Linked DNA regions of Mus musculus: region 2 is linked to region 1. A link is a contact called in public promoter capture Hi-C data. All regions are on one chromosome and are shown on one strand. The core of a region is the stretch at or near the end of the contact, and the rest is flanking DNA. Distances in the headings are between cores, read along the strand shown. Region 1 overlaps Galnt5 (polypeptide N-acetylgalactosaminyltransferase 5). Region 2 holds the start of Cytip (cytohesin 1 interacting protein).

Evidence for each region. Promoter capture Hi-C pulls out the DNA fragments that hold promoters and counts their contacts.
Region 2: a contact with region 1 is called in a promoter capture Hi-C map of the HPC-7 cell line. The contact joins the promoter of Cytip here to the enhancer-like site in region 1. A contact is called at or near these places in 6 of 39 promoter capture datasets (the C10 cell line, the HPC-7 cell line, HPC-7-derived erythroid cells and 4 more), 1 of 15 datasets of contacts at CTCF or cohesin (CD8 T cells), 6 of 484 Hi-C or Micro-C datasets (LSK cells, Sertoli cells, Th2 cells and 3 more), 5 of 115 datasets of contacts at active chromatin or transcription factors (the 230-238 cell line, CD8 T cells, bone marrow-derived macrophages and 2 more) and 2 of 9 other capture datasets (adipose tissue and liver).

Annotation. Positions count from the first base shown.
Region 1 is chr2:58,032,799-58,037,106 of GRCm38.p6, reverse strand. It overlaps Galnt5 (polypeptide N-acetylgalactosaminyltransferase 5), which reads right to left. Exons shown (of 10, transcript NM_172855.3): 9 at 1,747-1,908. Among named protein-coding and RNA genes, the nearest start is that of Ermn, 18 kb to the left of the region's middle. Within about 2 kb of position 1,301, at least 7 of the 459 cell types and tissues checked have an H3K27ac peak or open chromatin away from gene starts, as enhancers often do. A contact at or near this core is called in the HPC-7 cell line and megakaryocyte progenitors, where this site is marked.
Region 2 is chr2:58,157,846-58,161,863 of GRCm38.p6, reverse strand. Cytip (cytohesin 1 interacting protein) reads left to right here and starts at 1,742. Exons shown (of 8, transcript NM_139200.4): 1 at 1,742-1,982. The coding sequence starts at 1,809.

The DNA.
Region 1 (4,308 bases), core at 52-2,551:
TCCTTACTTCTTCCTAATCCGCTTCCTGTGTAAGACTTATTCTTACATATTACCACACTGTAAATCCTGTCCAACATTCACTGTGCACACAAAGAATGTTCCCACTGTCCCCCTTTCCTTCTGGCCCCTTTGTTTCCTCCTTCAGTTCAGGATGTTAAGGAAGTAGGAGTTGGGATGTAATTTAGTTGACAGATATTCATGACATTTTCTCAAACGTGAAAGACAAAAATAGAGGTTTATACATTAATCATTCTCTATTTGGTACTATTAACTGAAAATAATCAGAATCATCTATCTATCTGTCTGTCTGTCTGTCTGTCTATCTATCTATCTATCTATCTATCTATCTATCTATCTATCTGTCTGTCTGTCTGTCTGTCTGTCTGTCTGTCTGTCTGTCTGTCTATCTGTCTATCTATCTATCATATATATCATATATATGTGTGTGTGTGTGTGTGTGTGTGTGTGTGTGTGTGTGTAGAATGAGTAGATTGGCCCTATACTAGGAGCAAAAAAGAATATCTGAATATGTCATCAAAAGAAGGACACCCTAACAAATGGGGCACCCCCAAAATAAAATAAGTTTTTATTGGGGTCAGTTCTGGGCAGAATCATGATTTCTATATTGCTTGGTGACTTTTCATACCTGTTGCTTAGATAAAATACCAATAAGAACAACTTATGGGACAACAGTTTATTTTAGCTCACAGTTCAAGATGACATCCCACAATGGGTGGGTAGTTTCCCAGGAGTTTTCTAGAGTCAAACTTAGTTTGACAGGAGTTTTGTGAGACTAGTCACATTTCATGAAAAGAGAGTAGGAAGTCAATGTTATATATTCCTCAGCTCTTTCCTTCACATAGCCCTTTTAAGGAACAGTCTCACTCAAGAGGAAGCTAGGTCTTCCCACACCAATTAACATAATCAAGACAGTCTCCCCCTAGGCATGCTCAGGTGCTATCTGTAACCTCAACACCAGTGCCTGGAAGACATTAGGTGGCTGCATGCTAGTGAGATGACAGAAATTTGAGAAGACAGTCTTGAGACTATTCCTACCATTTCGAAATTCTTAGACAAATCATATGACCTCAAATTTGCTTCAAACAGGACTAGGCGAAACTGAATGGATCCTGAGATTGAATGCAGCAGCACTGGGGTAGCTTTTAAGAAGGTGCAAACATTCTCAGTGATGTGTTATCACCAAATGCAAAGCTGGCAAGAGACCACAGTCACCCTCCCTTAGTCTGTCCCTGCAGTGCCTGGAGAGTCTTATCTGTAGACCCACATGGAGTTAGAGAAATGACCCCTTTCCTAGAACGAGGGCAGAAAGGGGAACTGGAGTCATTCTAGACAGCAACATTTGTAGGAAGCATACAGCGTCTTACTTTTTTCATGTGTTCTACCTCTAGACTCTTCCCATAACCAATGGGAATACGTTTCAGAAATACACATGACATTGTTGTTTATTTAAATGAATGCTAGAATCGAGGATGATGGTACCAGTATAGCAGAAAGAAATGGGTGCTTTTAATTTAAACCACTGAGTTGAAAGAAATTTTGAAAAGAGAGCAAACAAAATTCAATTAAATTAAAATGGGGCAACAATGGTCTTTATACCCTTGAGTGAAACTTCACACTATCTCTGTTGTTACTGATGGCATTTAAGGCTTCAGACTGGGGAAGTGGACTTTGTAGTAAATAATAAGAGTTGACTTTGTAGTAAAGGATGGCACAGGTTTTGCTTACCAGTTCTGGATGGAAGGCAGATGCTGATTTGTGCAGCCATTTAAGCCTGTTGTTTCTGTTGTCACAATGGTACAGTGTCAGGGATCCTTTTTCAGGGATGGGTGCCACACACCACTCTCCGTGCTTAATAAGTCTTACCCAGGTATAATTAAATTGTTGAAGCTGTAGGGAATGGGAACAGGACAGGCCATTCAGTAAGCAGGCGGAGGGAGGGGAAGTTGCCAAACCTTTTATCAGCAATAGGTGAGACCATGCGAACTCTGATCCAATGAGGTATGTGCATTATTCTATCTGCCCACTGTCATATTTTTCACTGTTATGTTGAAGAGGAAGACGATCACTGTGGGTTTCAGTAATGATTTTCATGTGTCTAGCATACAGTATGCTCTCAATAAATATTACCGGAAGTGGCGTATGCTGTTAGTGCACTAAGTATATCTCTGAATATGGATGTTATTTCCAGTGGTATGAGTTACAGGCAATCTGGGTGCTCAGTATTGGAATGTGTAAATCACCATGCAGTTAAGATCCCTATCCATCAGTGGCTTTATGTGGATCAAAGCCCAGTCTTAGATTTCTTCAGTGGAAATTACCGTACCTTCTTCTTTCAGATTCTTACTTGGACTCACATTGACTTATTCTGATGGGTGGAAAGTTATTGAAATGTGTCCTTGCTACCATGTAATGTCTCCCAATTCATAGGATCAGCTCCTAGGGTAAGTTCAGACTGGAGGAGTTGACAGGGTCTGAAATAAGTATCACTTCAGGTAATTCAATCGTGTTTTCAATCCTTAAAAATAATTTGACAGTGATTTGAAAATAATTTAAGGTTGGTTGATTCATTTATCCTAAAGCTCTGGTCCTTGTGAAATTTGCCATGGAGGGAGGCAGGGAAGTCCAGGACAGAAAAAGCATTGCAATGCTTTTCCTCTATGAATCATCTCTAATGTAGCTGGAGGATCTTTTATCTGCGGTATTAAACATTGAACCAAGGACTTTACACATGAGAGGCAAATGTCCTATCACTGTGCTACATGTCCTATGCTTTTTTGTACAATTTATTCTGAAACAAAGCTTACCATGTAAGCCACAATAGCCTTGCATTTGTTATGTAGTCTGAGAAAGCCCTAAAGTCATTATTTTCTTGACTCAATCTTTCTAACAACTGGAATTGTAGGCCTGGGTCACTATGACTGGCTTCAGGTTAATGCTTAATTTAGACTATAAGGCTATATTAAAGAAAAGGTAGCAAGTCTTGCCATTCAAAGAATAGTCCCTGAATCTTCTCACTCAGACGCTAGTGAGAAATGCTGGAACTCAGCCCCATTATGGACCCTGTAAGTCAATCTCACTTAACAAACTCCCAAGGTGATTTGTGTGGGTATTAGTGTCTGAGAAGCATGGCAACAGACTAGGAGGTTATATAGTTACTAAGATAAGCTGAACATTACCGTAGAAAGAGTTTAAAAGTAAAAGTCTAAGAAGACTCGAAGTTAAAGTAAGGGACAGGAGTTGAGGGTGAAGCTAAGTATTTCATCTTTTTTGAGTTATTTTAGATGAACACAAATCCAGTATTAAACCTTATCAATTCTGACCCAAATCAAACTAAATTCCTCTACATTCCTGTCCTTTTTATTACTCAAACAAGCCACTGGCAAGAGAAGCTCAAAAGGTTCAAGAGGGTCAAAGTGTGATGGAGTTTTCTGGTAGGAGGTGGCTCTATTATTCATACTTTGGTCCCCCTTCCCAACTCATTGGTATTCAGGAACAGAAGTTGGGTTTTCAGTGAAATACTGATTTTACAGGTATGCTAAGTTCCTACGGTGATCATTTTAAAGGAGTAAATTATTGAATATTTTAATAAAGTTTAGACTAATTCTGTAGTTGGTTTTTCTATAATTTATGACTTTCTCCACTGTGAATTGCTAATAAGTAAAAATTACTTCTTTGAGTTTATTCTTTAAACTTATCATCTTCTCTCTTTCCTAATTATGAAAATGTTTCCTTGGCTTCAGGTTTATGACCCACAGAAGATTTACACTGACAGACATGCCTTCTATTCTAAGGGCAATTTGGAAATAAGATGTAGCGATGGGATGTGCTTGAAAATATAAGCCACAATGATGAAATCAGGACAAAGAAATAATTCAGCAAGCCAAGGGCATCACTGGGAAAGGATCTGTCTACCACACTATGATCTGCAATCTGGTTTGTACACATGAATCAGTGTTCCCAGGAATCTGATTTAGCATCCAAATCAGATACCATTCTCCACTGGGATACAGGTGCTGGAGAGAGCAGGGTAATCACTTGGCGCTTGCCTTCAGCACAGCAGGAGTAGTCTTTCTCTGTTTTTCTTGGCCCCACACCCTCTTCCATTCACTGTGCTCTGATTTTTGTGGTTATTTTATCAGAAGATTATTTTTTAATCAAGGATCATACTTTATGGGATGTTTCCTTTAAAATTCAGAAGAAGGAGAAAATTTGGGGAGAGGAATGGAATCAGAAAATAAAGCTGACTCCTCAGGATGTCGGCTCAGAAGCATGGTTTCTATATTATCT
Region 2 (4,018 bases), core at 493-2,992, 120 kb before region 1:
TCACACACTGCTGTAAGTCAACAATTTGGTGTCTGAAAGCTTCGTTGTCATTGAAGATGAGTCATTTTATCACAGATGACACTACTGATCGGGATATTATTCAAAGTGTGTAGTAAGTGGCACGATGCAGGCCTCAAGAATCAGAAGAGAGACCCGAACCATCATGGTTGGCCAGTTCGTAAATACATTCATGGGTGTGGCCTGACTGATGTGTATGGGCAGGGAGCAGATGTGCCTTTGTTTTTTTTTAATACTAGTGGAATATAAATGTAAATGTAGTTATTGAAAGAGTCAGCATGTTAGGTGCATTTTATGGCATATAGTGAAACATGCTTCCAGTCAATCATTAATGTCTGCAATCTACAGACTAATACCTCATAACACTGAATTTGTACAGTTACTGTTTTCATCTATAGAACTTGGCTTGATTCAATGTTTGCAAGTATTAACACATTTACCTGACTGTAAAATTCCTAGAGGAAAAAAAAAATTGTTAAGCTACCAAAGTTACCAGCACTTTCTTTTGAATTACACATATCTGCCCCCTAGAAGGATGTGTGCTTGTAATCTCCAACTTAGATTTTATATGTTTTAAGGGACATCGTCTTCTTTCTATTCTTATTCAGTTCCAACAGTAAGGAGTCATGCTGTGTTAGAGCGTTACCGTTCTCCGATCCGGCTTCCTCTTTTCATTAATTCTGACGACTTTATGACTCACACTTGGCCAGTTCTGCTTGGGTTGAACCCACTTCGAGTTCTAGTGCACGCATTCCATTCTAGCTCGGAGCTTTTCTAACTCTTGTAAACTCTAGTAGTGACCTTCCAAACGACTTTTACGTGCGTGTTTGACTTCTGTGCTATTTAAAACTTCTCCTTTTTATTTTTGCTTTGATTCTGCCTTTTACGTACTTTCCTGCTTCTGGGTGAAACCCGTTATCTTCAACTACTTGAAAAATACAAAATTTAAAAAATAAAAAAAGCAACTGTTTTCAAGTCCCTCCCCCCACCGTGATGGCACACTGCCACAGGAACCATCCTGTGTTATCTCAGCTTGACTACCCCCTTCTTTCCCACTGCTTTCTTCCCCCCTAAAGTTGTAGGTATGAGTAGCCCCAGATACGAACAATGTTCTGCACTAAATACGCTGCCTTTCCTTCCCCTCCCCGTTATGTTCTTATAAAGCTGATGGGTAATTGCGGTAAGAATAAAGCGGCATAAAGGCAATTAGGTGAATGTCAAACGGCTACAGCTCTAGGGACAGAATGCATTTTTGATGAACTTTAATGAGGTAGAGGGAGGAACACCACAAGGACTTTACCAGAGAACAACCTGGCCAGCACCTGTGACATTTACAGCCAAAAGAGTGAGTGAGGGCACAGTCTGTTAAGTGCACGGGGGTGCTAATATTAAATGAGCAAACGGGTAGGAAGCAAATGAGCGAACTTGAACAAAGTTGTTTTCTTTTCTTTTCTTTCTCTGGAAAATTCTGTTTTGAGTACCCGTAGCCATAGAGTATCAAACTCTATGTTCCGGCTGTTTGAGGGAGGAAAAGTACACTGATTTTTTTCTTTTTCTTTTTTTTTTTTTTTAATTGTAGAAAAGGAACGCAAGGTTCTCTCAGGAGCACTGGAGAGTAGGAGTGACCTCCTCTATAGGCTTTGTGCAACAGTGTCTCAAACCACAGCAGTCACATGGGTTCTGTTGGCTTTGCTACTTTTTCGACTGCGTGTCAGAGGGCTGTGCATTTCGCTTCCTCCCTCCTGCAAGGCCAGGGAACCATGTGTTGGCGGGATTAATCTTTGCCCACAATGTCTCTGCAAAGGTTTCTGCAGCGGCAGGGCAGCAATGGCAATTTGGAGTACTGTGCTGACTCTGCCTACGGCTCCTACTCCGTCCTCACGGGCCAGCTCACGATGGAAGACAACCGAAGGATTCAAGTGCTGGCAGACACTGTAGCTACTTTGCCCCGGGGACGAAAGCAGGTAAGGTTGCTGCGCTGTCTAGAGTGTTCACGTTTGCCTGACCTCTGCTGAAAGTGGTACCTGCTCCTGCGTGTCTCTGTTAACTTTGACTACCAGCCTTATTCCCCGCGCTTAGGAGTCATTTCGGTTCTTATTCAAAGGAGAGTTCTTTTCCCTGAGGAGAACCTCTGTCTACTACCCAATTAACTTAGGAGTTAATGACTGAGAGTACATGTGAGGGGGGAGGTGACATGTCTACCAGAGATAGTATCACAGTTGAAGGATAGAAAAACAGTCACTTTTTTTTTTTTTTAAAGTAAGACTCAAATATTTATCTTCATTTAAAGATGTGCTCAGGTAAAATGAAAGTTGTTGAGAACAATGAACATGAAGGTCGTTTACAGGTACACAACCCACACGATCAACACTCCTCCGTTTGTGTGTCTGTTCATTGTCTCCCTCTGGGCTTACCTCCAGGCCCCGTCAGTTCACAATCGAGAGAAGACTTCTCCTTGAACACTACCTCTGTCAGCCAAGTGAATTCTTCAGTCCTGGAGCAATGATAGAACCTTGGGCTATTGGGAAGTAGGACTATTTCGGGGAGGTGAATGGGCTGCTTGGTAGCTGTGGCATACAGAGCAAGTTGGTAGCTGCCCCCCTCACATTATGTCTTTCTGAAAAGGAAGCTATCAAACTAAACTCCATTCACTTGATTAGGTAACAGCAGAAACAACTTCCTTGAACCCTCTGCCCTTTAAGTAAGGAAATGTACAGGGCACTCAGCACTCAATAAAGGCTGTTCGAAAATTTTTATGAAATGTCTTTAGAGATGAAAACTCAACTGGAAAAGTATGTGTCTAGTGAATTTGTTCTGAATCTTTGGTCTTCCATTTGTAATACATAAGAATGAACTATATACCACTTTATGTATTTTGATCATATACTTTTCTATAAGGTCCAAGGTGTGTATTTGAATTTATATAAACAGTCATGCACAAGATGTTTAGAACTGACTTAAAACACAGCTTTGTGGCTTACTACATTGTGCATATTGTGTTCTCCTCTGAGCTCATCTAACTTCAGCATTACAAAGTTGAAGCGTAGGGGAGAGTCAGGACCTGATGTGGTGAGTGGATTCCTTGGCATTTTCCACAGTGATGAAGCTCATTTGCTAGTAGTTGATTGTCATTCTCAATCCAACGTGTTTTTATAATACAAAGTTTGGTGAACATCTGTATCGATTTATAAATGGGCAACACAGGAAACGCCAACGGGTTTACTCAGATTCTAAACAGAGAGCAGTCTGTTTCTCTTTCTATTTAATACAAAGCCATTACACCAAATTCTGATCATTTGCTATCCTACTATTTGTTCTCGGCATATATCACTTACCAGGAAAAATACTGTTAATAACTGCACCACGGAGGGAATCTTTCCAGATCTTGTTCTCAGCTCAGGCTTTACACGTTGCCAGTCCCTGCCAGGTAAATCAAACTATATGTCAGCCCTGAGGGCTGGAGAAGGGTTAGCATTAGGGGACAGTTTGAGCAGGTGTATATGTAATATGTCTCCATAAACTGTCTTAGGCTTCCTAAGCATGGGAATCCCTAATGTGGGGACACAGACTCTGGTGTGTCAGGAAAATCCAGTGTGTGCCTGTGAGAGTTGAGAGGAGGGACAGCATGTGGCCAGTTTCCTTGAGAAAATAGTGCAGTTGGTTCTTGCTATCCACAGAGCATTGGTTCCAAAACTACCATCTTTGAAAATCAAAGACCAGAGATGTTGGACTCCCTGATATAAAATGGCAGCATATTTGCCTATAAACTACTAAGACCATGTCTAATACCTAAGACAATATCACTTGCTATGTGAGTAGCTGTCACATTATAGCATTTAGAGACTGAGGGTCGAAAAGAAACATACACATGTTCAGTACAGAACATGCCATGTGTTTCATTTCTATGGAGTATTTTCATCATCAGATGGTTGAATAGACAGATTCAGAACTATGATTTGACCAGCACCTATAGCCATTGAATAATTGGTTTGAGATATTG